Linked DNA regions of Mus musculus: regions 1 and 2 are each linked to region 3. A link is a contact called in public Hi-C data. All regions are on one chromosome and are shown on one strand. Each heading gives the region's core, a stretch centred on a gene start, on an enhancer-like site or on the middle of the called end of the contact. The rest is flanking DNA. Distances are from core to core; before and after follow the strand shown. Region 1 overlaps Dip2c (disco interacting protein 2 homolog C). Region 2 overlaps Dip2c (disco interacting protein 2 homolog C). Region 3 holds the start of Dip2c (disco interacting protein 2 homolog C).

What was found. A called contact is a pair of places that touch in the nucleus more often than the background predicts.
Region 1: a contact with region 3 is called in a Hi-C map of uterus, with 2.4 times the contacts expected there. The contact joins the enhancer-like site here to the promoter of Dip2c in region 3. A contact is called at or near these places in 2 of 39 promoter capture datasets (hippocampal neurons and neural stem cells), 1 of 15 datasets of contacts at CTCF or cohesin (pro-B cells), 5 of 484 Hi-C or Micro-C datasets (B cells, cortical neurons, nephron progenitors and 1 more), 4 of 115 datasets of contacts at active chromatin or transcription factors (cardiomyocytes, embryonic stem cells, large pre-B cells and 1 more) and 4 of 9 other capture datasets (adipose tissue, liver, macrophages and 1 more).
Region 2: a contact with region 3 is called in a Hi-C map of the N1E-115 cell line, with 5 times the contacts expected there. The contact joins the enhancer-like site here to the promoter of Dip2c in region 3. A contact is called at or near these places in 2 of 39 promoter capture datasets (hippocampal neurons and neural stem cells), 1 of 15 datasets of contacts at CTCF or cohesin (the NIH/3T3 cell line), 3 of 484 Hi-C or Micro-C datasets (the N1E-115 cell line, bone marrow-derived macrophages and nephron progenitors), 9 of 115 datasets of contacts at active chromatin or transcription factors (bone marrow-derived macrophages, cardiomyocytes, embryonic forebrain and 5 more) and 1 of 9 other capture datasets (liver).

What each region holds. Positions count from the first base shown.
Region 1 is chr13:9,426,713-9,431,327 of GRCm38.p6, reverse strand. All of the region lies in intron 1 of Dip2c (disco interacting protein 2 homolog C), which reads right to left. Among named protein-coding and RNA genes, the nearest start is that of Dip2c, 150 kb to the right of the region's middle. Within about 2 kb of position 1,542, at least 52 of the 459 cell types and tissues checked have an H3K27ac peak or open chromatin away from gene starts, as enhancers often do. A contact at or near this core is called in adipose tissue, pro-B cells and uterus, where this site is marked.
Region 2 is chr13:9,493,633-9,497,718 of GRCm38.p6, reverse strand. The region is part of intron 2 of Dip2c (disco interacting protein 2 homolog C); the gene reads right to left. Among named protein-coding and RNA genes, the nearest start is that of Gm36423, 180 kb to the left of the region's middle. Within about 2 kb of position 2,703, at least 70 of the 459 cell types and tissues checked have an H3K27ac peak or open chromatin away from gene starts, as enhancers often do. A contact at or near this core is called in the N1E-115 cell line, bone marrow-derived macrophages, heart atrium and 1 more, where this site is marked.
Region 3 is chr13:9,275,003-9,279,176 of GRCm38.p6, reverse strand. It overlaps Dip2c (disco interacting protein 2 homolog C), which reads right to left and starts at 2,652. Exons shown (of 37, transcript NM_001081426.2): 1 at 2,111-2,652. The coding sequence starts at 2,195.

The DNA.
Region 1 (4,615 bases), core at 293-2,792, 150 kb before region 3:
ATGTATTCATTGCTCTGAGCTTCCTGAGTGCAGATACAATGTGACCACACAGCCTCCTGCTCCTTCAAAATGTCTTCCACTATTATGCACTGTATCCCCCTGAAACTGTAAGCCAAAATAAACCCATTCTGAAACTGCTTTTACCCGAGGATTTTGTCTTAGCAACAGAAAAAACAAAACAAAACAAAAAGAAAACAACTTGAAATTTGTGTTTGTGAACGAAAACCAAGAGCTAAGAGAAATTCAGGAGATTTATTATTCTTCATATTTTCTATATGATACTTAAGATAAAATCATCACGAAGTTACACTATGGGAAAAAATTATACAATCTGTCTCATCATGATAGAAAATTTAGCTAGGCTTTTAATAGGATCTATGCAATGAAACAGATGGGCCTATTTTAAGAACAGTGCTTGCTGGTTTTTTAGAAGCATAGTAAAGCCCCTGCCAAGTAAAAGGTTGTTTATGCCTTTGCTTTGGAAACAGAGGGAAAGTTCTCCTTTAGTACTTGGACATATTAAGTATTTCAGAATTCTGATATATAAAGTATGCTTCTATTTGGTCTACTTTAAATCTAACTTTTAAAAAGCATGGCAAAATAACCTCCAGCCCAGGTTTGACCAAGTCTGTATGAAATGGGCAAAAATACTAGAGAACACCCATTCTACCGATACTGCTGTGATGCTCTAATCTAATTAGACCTATCATGTGGGGCCATGGCTGTGATGTAAATGGCCATGAGAAGCAAGCCCACATCTGTATTTGACTGATGATGTTCTAAAAGCCATTTCCCTCCCTTTCATGTTAATGCATTTTAGATCTGACTCTGAGTAATAGTTGTACCAGCTTTTGCCAGCTAGACTGCATACAGTGCTTAGCTAACATGGCTCAATAAACCAGGCATCATTTTACATTTTACATGAGCTGGGGTTCAAGTTCAATCAACAAAGCTAGGAAAGCTTTTCTTCACTTGAACTCTACTCATCACAGAGATCAAGGGTCTAGGGAGCATAGTCAGAGAGGGTTTCCTACAATGCAGAGACTCTGAGGAAAGCTACAAACACAGCCCAACACAGCCTTGTAAGTGTCCTTGTTTGTTTCTGGTAACTAGATTGTGGAAGCTTTGTAGTTGATAGGGGCACATCAGACTGTTTAGAGGCTGAGTACATATGTATGGTGTGTAGTGTAACACAATGTTTAAAGCAAGAGGACCTCAAAGGGTTAATTGCAAAGAGCTTAAAGAGAAAGTGAAAGCTACTTATTTCCACTTGTGGTAAAGCAGACATGTCATTGAGAGAATAACATTTTTCTAGTGACAAAGAATCTTTTAGTTTGCGTTGTCAAATATTAAATTACCACATTTTTCATGATGTTTATATAAAATGTACCATGCTTAGAACTGTAAATTGTCATAAAATAACTTAAAATCTTTCTCACAACTTTTAACAAAGACGGATTAACGGAATGAGATCATGTGGTTCCTCTGCACTCCTAAAATGCAAGAGAGGGGTAAGATCCTTTCTTCCCCTTGGAAGTCCTGAAGATCTGTCCAATACCAGGGATCTTAGTGCTCAGGACAGACTCCTCTCACTGTAGGCTCAAGAATAAGTCATCCTATTACCAGATATTGAGTAAGGAATCTTTCACCAAAACAAACAAAACCTTTACTGCAACAAGAGAGGACAAAGCAGGAGGCCAGAGGAAACATGGTGATGTTATTCCCCACAGGACCCACAGGAGATGCAGCCAAGGAAGAAAACACTAGTGATTAATAAAAAGCCTTCTGGAATATAGCAGCAACTCCCCAATGTTCTGTGTCAGAGCTGATCTTCTAAGAAGAGCTTTCTCACTTGTAACTGGACCTAGACATCTCCTACTCCTCTTCAACCGAGAGGACATGAGCCCTTTTGTAGGATCTTAAGAAACTGCCCAACACCATCAGATGCTCACAAATTACAACTGATACCCCTGTACTTGGAGTCTTTCACCTGGACAACAGAAAACCATCTGACAGCTCACTTACCACATACGCATCATGGTCTGTATTATACACTATGCTTTATTTGCAAGAATCTCACAAAGATTGTATACAAATACCCCTATGATTAAATTATCTCTACTTTCTTGTGGAAAAAAAATTCCTCCATGGTAAAGCAAAAACATTGAATTTATTGGATTGCCTTTTCACAGTGAAAAGACACCACTTTTACTCCCTGAATTGATTATGGATTTTTGTCATTTTATAGGGTTTTCCCAAAATACAATACTTTACAACTTAGCCACTAGCTACAATCTTTTCTACTGTGGTCCATACTGTGCTGTGTGGATAGCACTATGCTTGCTCATCTTTCATAATTCTTTATCTTCTTCCAATTTTCAGCAACAGTTAACATCTATGCATGCTATTAGGAAGTTCCCAGAAATACTAAATGTTCATATTTACCTTTTTAGTCAACATGGTTTTAGTGTTTTACTTTTGGATTTTGGTTCTCTTATAGTATTCCTAAATGTATGTCGATATTATATTAAATATTCCAATAACCTCTGCTTCCAAACGCTGAGGCCCAGCTGGGACAGTCTTTTCATAGTTAATATAGCAAGCAGAAATTAAGTGACATATCTTTACAGCATTAAGAGTAAACTCCTGCCGGATTTGATCTTTTATCCCAGTACATAGAATTTTTTTTTCTCATAGTATATAGTGGGACCATCCTAAACAATTCAATAAATCTTCAAAATATCTCAAGAGGCAGGTAACTAGAAGCTACGAATGCTGAAAACAGACCATCACAGTACCTAAAGGTTGGAGTTGCACCCAGGAAACCAAGCTGGGGCACATAGTCACATGGTCTTCTCTCAGTCAATACCCTTCAGTGGAATTCTCACAAGACAGAAAACTGATTTCAACTCCTGTGGGATTTTATAGGAAAACTTTCAATTAAAGTGCCTTGCACAAACTTTGTCTAAAGGAGGACTAATTGAACAAAGCATCAATAACCAGTCTTAATACCAAATGGCTTAAGAAGTCACCATTGGTCTAGCTTTTTATGACTGTGGAAAGAAATGATCTTTCTCTCCAGGATGTGAGATGCTGCCAGGAAAGACTGAGTTTTTCTGTGCTGATTCAGAGAACAACTCAGGAAGTTCCAGGAAGCCAGCCTTTAAGTTACACATAAAGCAGAACCCAAGAGACGGAGGACCAGGCCTTAAGCTGCATTACTCTTACAGTCCATCTCAGTTCTGCAGGTGTCATATTCTATTCTGGCAAGAGAGTCAAGATAGTAGCCTGGGGGAGGCTCATTTAGACCTGACAGTAGGGGTACAAAGTCAGGCCTAACAACCTGCATATGACTATACAGACTGAGGCTTTCCTTTACAGTATGCAGAGTAAGGAAGCTCTTAACTGATTCTAGTTTTAAAATTGCCACTTCACATAACTTTTCAAGTTGAGTTGTCATTATGAAAGTATCCCTGTCATTTTTTTCAGTTATGCTTTTAAGACTTATACAGTACTGTTGCAAGAGTCCACATACATAAATGACCCCCATTATAAGACTTAAGAAAATCCCTTGATCATCCATCTCAACTAATCCAGCTATTATCTTAAGAGCTCATCCTTTTATTTTCATTGTGACATTCATCCCCTGCACCACTGCTACACACAGTATAAGGCCCTGTCTTGAAATATGATCCACAGGAAGCTACATAAGGAAATAACAGGAGATTGGAGAAATAAATGCCTCATACCCAGTGTAACTCATAGCATGCACATAACATACAGACTCTAGGAGATCCCTCAAGATCTATCAACAGGGCAGTTAAGAAGAATCTGTGTTCATTGGGGAAAATATAAGCAGCTTCTTTTCTTAAAAACCCAAGGAAATCTAGAGAGTGATTTCCTGGACTGAGAGACTTTGAGCAGAATATGGAATCCAGGACCCTTCACCAGCACTACTCATGTCTCATCTGGCAGGACGATAAAATAGATGCAAGCTGATGTGATTGAGTGAACAGCTTCTCTTCCTTTAGACAGCATTCCACAAGAGCAGAAAAGAATAAACTTTGCTAGGTGCCTCCTGGGGATGCTATATACCTGCCAAGATCCCTGAATGTTATTTGTCACCCCAGCTATTTCCTGCAATCTTTTAGGAATACAATGGATAACAAAAGGTCAAATTCTATTGGAAATATCACTCAGAAGAGAGAGTAAAAACAACCACATTCCAGTTCCTATTCTGACCCATTCTCCATCTTTTCCCCCTGAATCAGAAATCTGCCAAACGAAGTCCAGCATCACATGCTACCTCACGAGCTCACCAAACTTGGCAGGACATGCACTGCCACCTAACAATCAAGCAACACTTCCCAGCCTCGCTCAAGGAGCTGACCATGGCACTTAGTGCTGGCTTATGAAAGATAAGGAAGACATGGCTCCTGGCACTTCTTGGTATGGTCTGAGTTTTCCTCATACTTCGGGAAAGAGAAAAGAATGTGGGAAGAAGTGACATTCAGTATAGAACAAAACTAAAACATGGCAATAATCAGGAAGTTAGTAACAAATCTCTATTCTGACGAGGCCACTCCTAGGTAGGATTGCAGTGACCCACCATTGA
Region 2 (4,086 bases), core at 1,454-3,953, 220 kb before region 3:
GTCTAATTCACGTATGTCTCAAACCAACTCAACCATAGCCTTGTAGCTGGGCATAAATTTATTTGACTGCTAATGATAAATATGGCCAAATGAGCTCGGAATACTGAATTTGCAGAAGTAGCTCCATGCCAAGAAACATTTCATGACTGCCATGTAATAAGTAACATCCAGCCAATATACATATTGTAAGAAAGGATGTGGGGTATAAGGGAAATTTTATTATTTACAGTCACATTGAAATTCTGTTACTTTTTGTTATCAAGTAAGTCTTCTAAAAGTAGCAAAGACTTTCTGTACACACTACACTGTGTTATAGAGACTCTTCTAAGAACAGTGTTAAGTAACTGGCTTTATTTTTCATTTTTGTCAATTTGATCTGGTTTAGAAGGTAACAAAGGATCATTTTGAAACAGGAATTTTCTTACTAAAAACTAGAAGTGTCAAACAACTTCCCTTAAGTAGCACTTTCTCTTCTAAAATGTCTTCCAACCTATTATTTCTTCTCTCTAATCTCATCTGTCTTTCTAGCTTCTAGCACACTGTTCCCTATCTGAACTGAGGTGGGCACTCAACATTGTGCTCAACCAAGAGAAGTCATCTTCCCCAGACCATGTTGATCCCTGGAGCAGTGAAAATCCTGTAGAAGATACTGTATCCTGAGTATTCCCATCAGAAAGAAGCCACACCCTGACAACTGTACCTCCAGGATCCTAACCTCACCCTATGGCAGTCTAACTCATAACCATATGCCCCATACATACCAGAAATATTTCTGGAATACTTCCTACAGAAATCTTAACATTTTATCTGGCAAATAAAAAGGTTTGTTCAACTATAAGCTCCCTACAGTAAACACTAGCACAAAGATAGAAGAGGAAAGACTTCCCAGGTGGGCTGGTCAAAGAAGAGTTCCCTGGGCTAGAGAGATGGCTCAGAGGTTAAAAGTGCTGGTTGCTCTTCCAGAGGTCAAGAGTTCAATTTCCAGCAATCACATAGTGGCTCATAACTATCTATTATGAGATCTGGTGCTCTCTTCTGGCATGAAGACATACATGTAGATAGAACACTGTATATAAAAAATAAGTCTTTTTTTAAAAAACAGAATGGAAAGGTCATCTTCATGCGTATTTTAGAAACACCTGCTTTCTTCACTACCTTCCCAGGCCCTGCTGATGAATGAGAGTTCATGTAGCAGCAACTTTTCAGAAGGAAGTCATCTATAAGTGCGTTTGCTAGGAAATGTGCTAGTTTGAATGAGACTAGCTCCCATACTCGCACATATTTGAACGTATGGTCAGCAGAGGCATAAGCTAGGACATGCACTGTTCTAGGAAGGATTGGGAGGTGTGACCTTGCTGGAGGAGGAGGTCACAAAGAGTGGCGCTCTAAGGTTTCTAAATCTCATGCCAGGCTCCTCCTGCTCGACTTCTACCCACTTCTCTGCCTGCACCAGGATGCAAAGCTTTCAGCTAGTGCTCCAGGACCATGCCTGTCTGCTCCCTATCATGATGATCACAGACTAATTCTCTAAATCTGTAAGCAAGCCCCTAATTACTTTCTTTTAAAAGAGTTGCTTTGGCTTGGGTTTCTTCACAGCAATAGAATAGTAACACAGGAACAAATCCTCCATTCTAAAATATGACATGCTTATGCACATCACAGGACTGGATGGTGCTCATGTTTGTGGAAAGGCAGGAGGATAAAGCAGACAACACAATTTAAAACACATTTCTGCAGTCAGTTTTTATCACATTTCCATAGATATTCTCAAACACAATCTACAACTATCATTCAACTCTGTCACACACTCTTTAATTCTCTGCCCATTTCAACAAGATATGGTAATTGTCAACAAGGTCACTGGGCAGACAAACGAGGGCAAAGCTGGGAGACAGTTGAGATGTCCACTTCTAAATATTGAAGCTCCTTTCAATATTTTTATGTAAATTGTTTGTTGTGCTAGGGATCAAACCAGGACATCTCACACACTTGACAAGTGCTCTAGCACTGAGCTATACGCCACAACATGTTATTTTAAAACAATGCATTCTATCAGAGGTAAAACCCAGAACATGCTCCTATAAATCCAGTTTACAAATACATAGCTCCCATTTTAAATGTACTTACGCTACTAAAAAGTACATTAAGTTATCATCTCCTTGAATTTCCTAAGTATTAAATCACGGTTCTAAATAAGTCTGACCTTTCAGAGGGACCCTGACCTTGAAACCACCTACTTGAAGATCACTTTGGTCTTTCTGTTGAAGAAACCTAACATCTTGGTCCTTGGTGACAGAAGTAGGAAACTATGTAAGTCTCAACGTCTTTCCCTTTATCACATCTCAGGGATCAAGATATAACTACTCATTCTTTGCCTAGGAAATCTGGCTTGAAGACAACAGTGCTACGTTAAGGGGGGAGGGGGAATCTTATCATTGGACATGCATCCTTTCTTAAGGTCTTCACACTGGAAGAGTCAGATGACCATGAATTACATACAGAACACTGTAAGTTAACAGGAAATGTTGAAAGGAACCTAATTCTGGGACAGTCACCATTCATACACGAAAATTCTGAGCTTAAGGACCAAGGCAGGTATTCTCTTTCAGGACCTAACCTCTATCTCCTTCACTGTGAGCCCTATACTTGGGGGGAAAAAGACTTCCAAAAGCGTCCTTTGCCCAAGGGCTGGTCTCTCTCAGGGATGCAGGGCTCACCGAAACGAAAGTAAAACAGAGGCCGGTTCCCCGCTGCACTGGCCGCCCGCTCCCGGGCCGCAGCTTCTCGGATGTCGCACACCCCGATGTGGGCAGAGCGGAAGGGTCTCCTCGGCACGCCTTCACCGGGCTGCAGTCTACACCGAACCACGGCAGCTCCATTCGCTGCTGTAACAAGTTGAAAAAAAACTAATTAATTCAGACTTTAGTTTTTTTTAAATTTGTTACAGCGCTGAGCAGAGCTGCCGACCCCATGCAGAAACAGCACACAGACCACCAAGGGCTTCAATCGGTGCAGACACCCTCTGTCCCAGCCAGTGCCTGACCAGTGAAGGCGTCAGAAATATTACAGGTAAGCCAGTAACTGCCCTAGCTTCACTTGGGTTTGGTATGGCAAACAAATCAACATCCAACAACATCAGCAAAGACCCCGATTGGCCAAGCAGTCAGTCTTCCTCAAAAACAGGGCAGACACCCATAAACATCAGCAAGTGACTGGACCTTTATGATAATCACAGCAAGGGGAGGCAATGGCAAAGAAATACCTTCCCCCAACACTTTCCCTTAAGCCTTTTACCAATCTATTTACTTTTTCTTCTTCCAAATAAAACCATGCTCCTTCCCTCCACAAGCCAGACCACAGGACTTCAATCCCTAACACACACAGGACCACTTTTACATGAACTTCCTTAAAAATCACATAAAAAGACACAAGCAAAAACCAAAATCGCAGAACTACAAACACAGCACACTGTTGATCTCAAGTTCAGCAGCCACAGAGTTTTGTCTGTCTTAATGCCATCTCAGTTCTATAATACTGGGGTATCATAGCCTGGAGAACAGAAATGGGCTATATATACAGTCACTTTAAGCTTTGTAGGTTTTCCTTCACCCACAGAAATCGCAGTTTCCGTTTTTGCCTTTAGTATGTGTGTTACTGGCCTTTTACCTTCAGGATGGATATTGCTCACATTCACTTTGAGCAATTTCTAAAGCCTAGCAAAAAAACCCTCAACATTACCCTCTACATGAAGTGAGCTAACACAGGAATCTACACTGGAATGCCAATGTATCGCCATTTTCTTAAAATCTGTACAATACAGCTTAAGTGCAGGAATTCTCCAAAGTCACAAATGTGACAACAGTGGCAGGAAGCGGACTTTGTACTCCACAAATGCCAGTAGTGCATATTTTACTGGCACAGCTAAAAACACCAAACCTTTATAATCATACTGTCCCTCTCCGAGTCAGGATATCACAACATTTTCTAGTTATCTCGAACTTTGTATTAATTTAAATCATAATAGCAATAATTAACTCACCAAATAAAAAATCATGTTTAAACCACAAATGCTCCTATTTTTATGAT
Region 3 (4,174 bases), core at 1,403-3,902:
GTCTCAACATAGCTCATATAGAAAAAGAAAATAGAAAAGGACTTCCTGAATACAAATATATGTACACACTTCTCTAAGCCCACCCATTCACCAAGAAACTCATTGAGTCCTCTAAGTTCTATACAGACACAAGGTGCTCACAGGGAGTTAAGCTAAGTACACCTCATCTAAAGTGGTTTTCCATACTTCTCTGGGCAACACTCACTCTTCAAGAGTGATCGATCATGACAGGTGACCGCTGTTACCTAAAAACAAAACAGACAGCTACTCTCAACAAGAGGAGAGCAGGATATGTGGCTCCAGGCATTATGTGAGGCTTTGAGAGTAAATGTGAATTGACTTCCTAGTAGGCAGGGAGATTCAGACCCTGCGGAAAGGGCTCAATGCAGGTTCAGATGGCTTCTCACTTTTCAAGTATGGGTGGGCAGAGACACATCACATTAACATAGTGCAGATAGCAGAGGTGCTTGCTTTGAGTGAGAACATGAATGGGAAGGGGTGCTTTCAATACAGGATGCAGACGATAAAACAGCGCTGGTAAGCTGAAGAAGACAGTCTATCTCAAGTCTAACAAAACACAAATGTTTCTTTATAGTTACTTACTAGAAATACACTGTCCACACTGCATACCTCATCTTCCAGTTTAAATCTAAAGAATTCAGCCCTGCCCTTTCTGCCTGTGGAAGGGTGATGCTCTCTCTTATCTCTAGATGGTCAGAACTGAGGCAGGAAGCACAGTCTGGGACACATTATCTTTTCCTCCATTGGAGCTTCCCAGGGACTGCTTCCAAAACACCTTGGAGAACCCCAAATTCGGGATAAAGAAAATGTCTAATCTATGAGAATCTGATAACAGAAGCAACACTTACAGCCACCTGGTTTACTCTCCACCCTGCAAGTGTTAAAAGGGAAAACGTAAAGTCAACGTCAGCTCCTCCCCATGATGAAAACTGGCACGAATGAATTTACGTTCTGGCTGCTGGCCCTCACAAATCGTTACCAAAAAAAAAAAAAGTTTACCATGCTAAACTGCTCCAAATATTAACTCAAGAGAGACGACAGGCCATTTCCACACCACTAAGCTGTAGTCTTCTCAATGAGTGGGATGACCGCTAAATATTTATTACTAGACACATTTTGGAACTTTAGTGGAGGAAAAAGGAAAAAAGAACCTACAAAACCCAAGCTGAAACTTATGACAGTTGAGCACATGATGTCCACCATGAAGAGCAAAGACGAAAGCGTATATAACACTCCGTGAAATCACAGCAGAGCAGCCGCAAAGTCTCAATGTCTCTATCCGGCACGATGGGAAGGAGGCATCCAACCTGGCCTGAGGGGGGAGGTTTTAGGGCTCTAACTCAACCAGCTCGTCACAAACACGCCGGAACAATAGTACTACTATCTTCCTCCCGCTGACAGGACCGTGTGCCTGCAGCCTCAGGGGGATCCAATCCCGAAGTCCACTGACAAGTTTCGCATTAAAATCAGGCCATTCAGAGGCCGTCCCCAAGCAGGGAGCGTGGAAGCATGTGCTGTGCTGGTGCTGGTGGTGCTGCTGGTGCATGTGGTGGTGGTGATGATGGTGGTGGTGGTGGTGGTGGTGGTGGTGGTGGTACTGCAGCTGCATCAAGGACGCAGCGCCTCTCCATTAGGGAAGAGCGCACATCCCCACCAAGGCCATTTCCCCCGCAGCCCTAAAGGTTGCTCCATCTTGCTTCGTAGCCGGGAGCCCCGGGCCCAGCCGCAGCGCGCAGGGGGCATCGCGGCTGCACCGTGCCAGTTGAGCCTGGAGGGCGGGGGCCGCGGCACGCACACGCGCGCGCGTGCACACACACACATACACACGCACACACACTACACACACACACACACACACACACACACACAAGCACGCGCGCACACAAGCACATGCACACACATGCACCCTCCCCGGGGCCACCACACGGGGCCCGGGCCAGGGTCAGGGCCGGGGCCCCGCCACCCCGAGGCCCGGCGCGCGCCCTCCCCGGAGTGACAGCACGGCCCGGCCCGCGGGGCCCCGAGCGCGCTCCAGAGAAGCGGTGTCCCGGCCCGGCCCGGGCGCGGGGCTAAGGGGGGTTGCTGTTACCTTCCGACAGCTCCAGCTCCAGCTCGGCCAGCCGGGCCCTCACCTCCAACGGGAGAGCCATGCCTTCCAGGCTGCGGTCCGCCATGCTCGCCGCAGACGCCTCCGCCCTGCCGGCCTCCTCTTTGTTCGCCGACGGAGGGCTCCTCAGCGGCCGCCACTCGAACCCGGAGGAGCCGCACTGAGGAGGCGGCGGCGGGCGGGCGGGAGCGGGAGGCCGGGCGGCGGCGGGCAGGCGCGCGGGGATTTTCTCCTTAGCCTCCTCAGCCTCGTCAGTCTCCTCAGCGCCTCCTCAGTCTCCTCAGCGCCTCGTCAGCCTCCTCAGCGTCTCCTCAGCGCCTCCTCAGTGCCTCGTCAGTCTCCTCAGCCTCCTCAGCGCGGCCCCGACCCTGGCGGTGGCCTCGCGCCCGGCTCTCTGCGCGCCTCCCCCAGCCGCGGGCTCCGGCCCCGCTCGGCCGGCACCGGATCACGGGCCCGCCCGCGGTCACGGCCACAGGGCTCTCGAGCTGCTCCGCGGCCGCCCTGCCCCGGCGGGAGCGAGCGCCGCTGCGCGCGCACCGGGCAACAAGAAGGCGCGCGCGGAGGGTGGGAGCGCGCGGACGTGCCACGGCGGCGCGCGCTCAGGGGGGCGGGGCCTCCAGCGAGTACTTCGAGAGCGCGCTCGTGGGACAGTGGTGCATTTGGCCTTAGGAGGGGGTCTTCCCAACCCTGAGGCTTAGTTAGGCTCCTCAAGACTCAAGGAGAAAAATAAAGAAGGCATTCGGAAGCACACCCTAGCCTGCTTGTTAAAACTTCAAATGTTCTGGATCATCGAGGGCTGATTTTTTTAAAATACTTTTAAGAGGAAAAAATAATTAAAAAAAAAAAACAAAACAGCATGAGACATAGATTGAGTCCTAGGTTTGAAGTTTAAAAGCATGGATCTAGAACAGACTACTATATGACCTTGAAACACACAATGTTTTGTCTAGACTTCATTTTTCCCATCCGTGGAAATAAATCAAGGTAGGTTGGGTCTGTCACACACTGTCCAGCCTAAGGAGTCTTCAGCAAGTGTCTTCTCCCTCACATCCTACAATATCATCCCCTGCTTTTCTTCTACCTCTTGTGAATTTTTTTCCCTTTGGTCATCGCCTGTGATGGTATCAATGTCTATTCTGAATGGCTGATACGGAGTCTGACTATTTGGGGGCATTCTCGCATGGCCAGCTGTCTCCAGAGTAATCTCACCTAGCTGCCCCTGAAGCCCCAAACACCACAAAACCAAAGTAAAAACAGCATCTCCTAACATTAAACATCCACCTGCTTCTTAAAGCATTTTATTAACTCTTTGAGAATCTCCTACAATGTATCCCTTAGCTCCTCCCAGAGTCATCCCCACCTCTCTACTATCCCAATTTTATGTCTATTATTATTATTATTATTATTATTCAATAACCTATGGACTCCAATTTGTTCTGCTCAAATATTTCAGGATGGCTGATCTCACAGGAGGCACATCCTTATGGAAAAAAATAATAAAAAACTGACTCTCCCTCCCCGAGAAGCCATCAACTGGCCATAGGGATAGGAGCTCATTAGCCCTTTGCTATGGCATGCTAGAATGTTAACTGCCTTCATCCTGTGCTGGCAACCATAGCTTCTGTGAGTTTGTGAGTCCAGAGGTATTGTCGTGTCCAGAAGACAGTTTTGTTCCCAGTTTTCCTCAACCTCTGACTATTACAATCTTTCTACTCCGTCTTCTGTGATGGTCTCTGAGCTTCGGGTGTGGGGTTATGATACAGACGCCCTATTTGTGACTGAGCACTCTACTGACATCTATTCTCTCCACTTTGATCAGTTGTGAGTTTCTGTGTCAACCACTACACAAAGAAATTCCTCTGATGAGGTCGGAAGTCTGCACTAGTCTGTGGGTAGAGAAATACAAATTTAGAGGGCAGTTTGATGCCTCGTCCCTTTAGCGGAGTAGTAATAGTAGGTTAGGTTCACTCCTACCTATGATCTCCCCAGCCAGATTTGCAGTACCAGGCATATGTTTCCTCCTGTGAGGCAGGTCTGAAATCCAAT